Linked DNA regions of Sus scrofa: region 1 is linked to region 2. Evidence: chromatin contacts called from public HiChIP or PLAC-seq data. All regions are on one chromosome and are shown on one strand. The core of a region is the stretch at or near the end of the contact, and the rest is flanking DNA. Distances in the headings are between cores, read along the strand shown.

Evidence for each region. HiChIP or PLAC-seq counts read pairs in DNA pulled down with a chosen protein or histone mark.
Region 1: an H3K27ac HiChIP or PLAC-seq map of alveolar macrophages shows a contact between it and region 2. The contact joins the promoter of LRRC31 here to the promoter of MYNN in region 2. A contact is called at or near these places in 1 of 5 promoter capture datasets (liver), 2 of 47 Hi-C or Micro-C datasets (fetal liver and skeletal muscle) and 1 of 2 datasets of contacts at active chromatin or transcription factors (alveolar macrophages).

The regions. Positions count from the first base shown.
Region 1 is chr13:108,548,857-108,551,972 of Sscrofa11.1, forward strand. It overlaps LRRC31 (leucine-rich repeat-containing protein 31), which reads right to left and starts at 1,436. Exons shown (of 9, transcript XM_021069772.1): 1 at 1,281-1,436. The coding sequence starts at 1,292.
Region 2 is chr13:108,433,625-108,436,445 of Sscrofa11.1, forward strand. MYNN (myoneurin) reads left to right here and starts at 1,570. Exons shown (of 7, transcript XM_005669990.3): 1 at 1,570-2,233. ACTRT3 (actin-related protein T3) reads right to left here and starts at 742. Exons shown (of 2, transcript XM_003358668.4): 1 at 1-742.

The sequences.
Region 1 (3,116 bases), core at 186-2,685, 120 kb after region 2:
CTGGGTCCTTTACAAAACTGTCACTCAAAGGAGTTTGCCTCTAGTGATCCCAGCCTCATCTCTTTGCAGTCCTTTTCTTTTTCTCTTGGCATTTTCACCTTCTCTACTCTAGCCCTGCACCCCAACCCCATGAAAAACACATTGGCAGTAAAGAATTAATTCACTCCATAAACAAAATTTACTGTGGGCCAGATACTGTTCTCGAAACAAGAGAGTCAATGATGAACAAGACACAGCTCATGACTTTGCAGTCTTAACCTGGTGGAAAGTTGGCCCTGTATACTAGTGATGACACTGGGTCAAAGGCCACCAGGGAGGAAAGACCTACTTAGTTAAGGAGCCTCAGCTGGACTAAGCCTGGCTTGGAGCACAGCCTTTGAGCAGCGAGTGACCTTGCATGTGTATTAGAGAATTGAGACAGCTAAAAAGAGAGGAGAGAGGAAAGTGTCCCAGGCAGAAAAAAACAGGCTCAAAAGGTTCCAGGCATGAAGGCCTAAAAGAGCCTGGGGTTGCCTCAAGAAGTGAATTATGGTTTGTCTGGAGCAAAGATGTATGAGGTTAGAGGTAGGTGAGTTGAGATCCAAGATTCATAAGGTTCAAGCTGTTATCTTTCTCAGGGTTTGCTTACATTTTACGGAGCGTTTAAGACTTAAACTAAAGGGATAAACTGTAAATGAAATTTTAGCTTCTGTTAATCCAATTTAGATTCCTTCTTTAGGCCAGAGCTGAATAGATATTCTTGAAATTATTATGTTCTTTTCTTCCTCCCTATAAAATAGGTCTTTCTGTACTACCATGTTCTAGAAGGGTTCAAGAAATACTTTGTACACAGGGGATCCTCAAAATAACCCTGCAGAGCCCACCTTCACGCTTGGGTGATGGAATGTTCGGTATACCTGGAGTATCATTTTAGAAGTCACAACTGGGCATCCTTTTCTTTCTTTCTTTCTTTCTTTCTTTCTTTCTTTCTTTCTTTCTTTCTTTCTTTCTTTCTTTCTTTCTTTCCTTCCTTCCTTCCTTCCTTCCTTCTTTCTTTTCTTTTCAAACTAGAGCAGGATCTGGTCCAGATTTACATAGGAACAGACAGCAATGAAAACAGACAGTTGTCCCAGCCACAGCCCCTCAGCTGACCAAGCCTCAGTAGGTTAGGTGGGAAAGGGAGAATTTTGGTTTGTGAATCCAGCCACAACCTGCAGCCCTGGCTGTGCCATCCTGATTCCACCATCACCCCAGGGGCCCTTTTCCTTCCACTAGTCCTCTAGCCCCCACCCAAGACTTACCTCCATGGTCATTTTCACTCATTTTACCTTTTGGAGATTTATGCACAACTGTTCTCTGGAGAGCCATCCCAGGAAATGGTTTCATTTTTCCCCCTCCTTAACTGCTGTGACTCCAACTTCCAAGTCATAAGAAAACATGGCTGGATGATGTTCCAGGATGTGGTAATTTACGCAATGAAACCCCACCCAGCTAGCAAGGCCCTGCCAGGTTTTCTGTGCAGACACATCCACTGCAGAGCAGAAGGGCCTGGGAGTGGGTGGGGCGGGGGGGAGGTAAGAAACCATGCAGGACTCAAGAGAACAGAAGAGGAAATGAAACACGGTAGGGAGTGAGAAAGGCAGAAAGGAGGTCAAGGCAGGAGAAGGAAGCAACTGAGAGCCTGACAGGGAATCAAATGGAGGAACATGAGGAAGGCAGCCTTGGGAGAGAAGGGGAAGGAACTGCATCCTTTTTTTTTTTTTTTTTTTAATTTTTACCTTTTATTATTATTTTTTTCTACAGTACAGCATGATGACCCAGTTACACATACATGTATACATTCTTTTTTCTCACATTATCATGCTCCATCATAAGTGACCAAACAGAAGTTCCCATCGTGGCTCAGTGGTTAACGAATCTGACTAGGAACCATGAGGTTGTGGGTTCGATCCCTGGCCTTGCTCAGTGGGTTAAGGATCCGGTGTTGCCATGAGCTGTGGTGTAGGTTGCAGATGCAGCTCGGATCCTGTGTTTCTGTGGCTCTGGTGTAGGCCGGCGGCTGCAGCTCCCATTGGACCCCTAGCCTGGGATCCTCCATGTGCCGCAGGAGTGGCCCAAGAAATCGCAAAAAGACCAAAAAAAAAAAAGTGACCAAACTTAGTTCCCAGTGCTACACAGCAGGATCTCATTGTTAATCTATTCCAAAGGCAATAGTCTGCATCAATCATCCCCAAGCTCCCAATCCATCCCACTCCCTCCCCCTCCCCCTTGGCAACCACAAATCTATTCTCTAAGTCCATGAGTTTCTTAATACTACAGTGGTCCAAGCAACAGGTTACCAGGCTCACACTTAGAAAAACAATCATTTTTTTCAGAGCATGTTTGAGAAATTCCTCTTTATATACAAACTTGAACAAGTACTCAGGCTTCCCACACCAACTCAAGATTTCAGACCAGCTTTCTCTTGTATCTGCATTAGGTTTTACTTTGTGAAGGTAAACCCTGGAAACTGAATTTGAGGATATTTCCAGATCACAACATAGCAACCAGACGACAGCGGCTGAAAACAGGTTTGCCTCTTTTCCTAGAATCAGAGGCATTCACTTAAGAGCCCTTTGGAAAAGCTAATGGCTGGCATTTACTTGAGTATTTACTGTCAATATTTACTGTATTATCAGTAAGTAAGTTCATTTGCCATGAAACCCTAAGGGTAATATATGCTTGACAAATTATTTCTCAGGCAGTTAAGTGATTTTTATTTATTTTTGCAAAAGCGAGGAATCCATTTTTTTTCCCTTTTCCATACTTAGGTTTGGGCTTAACATATATTTAAAATTTCTGAGGAATGCTTTCAATGGCATTTTTGATTCAGTGTTTCAGAGTGAATCATGTTTTAGGTGTTGCTTGTTAAAGGGCAAGGCATTATTCTTTCTCCACAAAAGTCACTTCATTAAAAAGCATGATACGTGCTACAACATAAATGAAACGAGAACATAAGAGAAAAAAAGCCCGTCACAAAAAGGCAAATACTGTATGATTCCACTTACAGTATCAGGTGTATATATAGGAGTCAAATTCATGGAATTAGAGAGTAGAACTGCGGCTGCCAGGGCTTGAGGGAGGGGGAAGCAGGGAGT
Region 2 (2,821 bases), core at 320-2,819:
GTTTTATTTAAATACATCTCACAACCTAATACTGAAAAAATAATGTAATGTACAGCCTGGTAACATTACCGGGCAGGGCCCTTTGGGGCTCCTGGGCACAAAAGCCTTTCTCTGTCCCCATTTCTTTTTAGGAAATAGGCCTCATTCAGCCTCCTTGACCTCCCTTGAGTGCCAAAGGGCAGGTAGTAGGAAGGAAAGATTACAGAAAACCAGATATCTAAAGTTGGGAAATTTAGCGCTTTTCTATGAAAGAATGCAAATGTCTAGGCTCACTGAAATCATCCTTTGATGTGCATCTCCACCAGTGTTCTGTGTTTTCACAGCCTGAGTTTCAAGGAGGGCAGGGTGGGGGGGCTCGCTCTCGGGAGTGGTTGCTAGATGGCAGGTATTCTTTGTTTCCTTCCTGAGTTCCCACAGGGCTCCGAGGTTCAGCCTCCGAGGTGGCTGCATTCCCGGTTGATTTGTGCCATCCTTTGTTTTGTGGACTTAACTATCAGTGTATGTGATAAAGAACTAAAAGACCCTAGCAAATGGAAGATGTTAACTACCTGATGAAGGATTGTTCATTCTGGAAAGAAGGACCACTAGAACCAGTCCTGGGGTCACAAAAACACCAACTTTGAAAAACAATGCAAGCCAGCATTTTCCCTGATCCTTATCTGTGGCCCTATTTTTCTACTTCCAAATTATAAAACCACTTCCTATTCTCTCCCAAAGGGGGGCACAGTCTTTAGGGCATTAGTCTGCTATAGCCCTCCTTTGCCTGGCAAAGCAATAAAGCTGTTACTTTTCTCCTTCACCCAAAACTCTTGTCTCCCTGTTTCTATTCAGCACTGGTGGACAGAGAGGTCCAGTTTCCACAACAAGGTAATCAAACACAGCACAAAAACTGGAGCCCTGGAGCCCTTGAGGACTCTGTATTACAAGTCATTTGGTTTTCCACTTGAGATTACAGATTTATCTAAACCCGAGACCATGTTTTATACTTCTAAATACTCAATATCTGTTCAACACATAGCAGAGGCTCATAAATATCTGAGTGAATTAATTACCAAAAAGGATTCTGACAAAACTAAAAGTGCAATCAGAAAGAAAATTATACTTATAAACATAAAATCAAGAAAGAACCAGCCTCTTTTTTTCCTAACGGTTGTGGTTTTATTCAAAAATATGATTCATACTGAGGAAAACTTAGAGACCAAACGGAATCTGTTTTTTTAAAAAAATCTCAGGAGAGAAGAAAAGAAACTCAAGTTGACACTGTCCTGAAAAATAAAGTCGCGAGTAAACTTCCTACGATCCTCATATAACTTTTAACAAGAAAAAAATGTTGAAGTTTTGGTTTTCTTAGATTTATAATGTCCAAGCGTGGTATAATTCACCCTAACATATCAGCATGACTTATCTTACTGTTTCTGTCTTTTCATTTTATGCAGATAAGCGGCACCCCTTTCCCTCACTGTACAAAATCTGAATACAACGTAAATCATTGTATTAAAGTTTTTCTAGTCCAGACGCAGAACATTTTCCGGTATAAAGCCCACCTTTCCCCACGCGCATGCCCAGTATGCCCTACTGCTTTGCACCGCTTTCGTGCATCCCAGGCTTCCAACACCAGGTAAGGGTATCCTGCAAACTGGATTCCGGTTGGCTGATGCAAACAAGAGCTTTTGGGTAGGTAAACTAAAAAGGAGTGATCAGTCTCAGCTCAAAAATTCCCATGGTCGAGAGCCCAAGTATATAAAGCAGCTGTTCCCACCGGTGGGGCCTCAAGAAAGGTGAGGCTGATGGGAGAAGTCGAGCAACTAACTACAAGCCCCAGCATGCAATGCACAATTTGGCTCCCGGAAAGAGGCGCGCTGTGCAGCGGAAAGCAGCCTTGGCCGGCAACACGAGTCGTGCGCGAGATGCTGACGGTCAGCCAACCAGAATGCTCAGAATGAGGAAGAGAGGCGGGGCGCTGTGAGCGTCCCCTTAGATCTCGTATCTATGACTCTCCAGTTTCCGGGTCTCCTGGCCCGCTAGGGAGGGGGTTCTCTGTGCGCCAGCCTCTTCCAGGCGGGTGTTAGATCTCCACGGTCCTAAGAGCCTACGCTGTTGCCACGGATCTCCCAGAGCCGGATGTGACGTCGCCTTGGAGTAGGAAGGGAGAGGCGGAGCGTAGCCCAGTGACGTCCTTCCAATATGGCGGAGTGAGAGTGAAGAAACAGTGTTTCCCCTTGGGTTGCTATAGGTGAGTTCTGTCTTTGCCCCCAGCCCGCCATCCCAGCTCCCTCCAGATCCTGGGTCACTAGAGGGCAGGTTCCTTGGAGCGCGAGCTGTTGTCGGAGCCAAGTGTTAACGTTGAAAGCTCGGGCGAGGCAGTCCTGGTGTTGGCCTTGGCCACAACCTCTGCTGTGGGAATTCGCGGGAGTGGGAGCTGGGCGAAGGGCAGGGAGGCAGAAACCAGGAGAGATCGGCTTTGGTTGTCACCCTATGATACCACCTCGAGTGGGGAAGGAAGGGGTGTGGCTTCCTCGGGGTGAGTGACCTAACCTTTGACAACTCTTGGCCCTGCCCCCTCGGCACCCGTCTAGCGTTTTGAAGCCACTATGTAACAGGTTTCATTGGGGAGCAGTTTTCAAGACCTCGTACCGTGTCCTTACTCAGTTTGCCCCAACGATCATTCTTTTAGTGGTTGATTTTTTCTCCCAAATATATGTTTGCCTACTGAGCTTGAAAGTGAAAGTTCAGCTGATCCAAAAGCGTGGAATTTTGCAGTGCTTTTTTTTTTCCTTTTTTTCCCCGCTTTGTGGAAATATTTTCTCGCGTCGCCATTTAT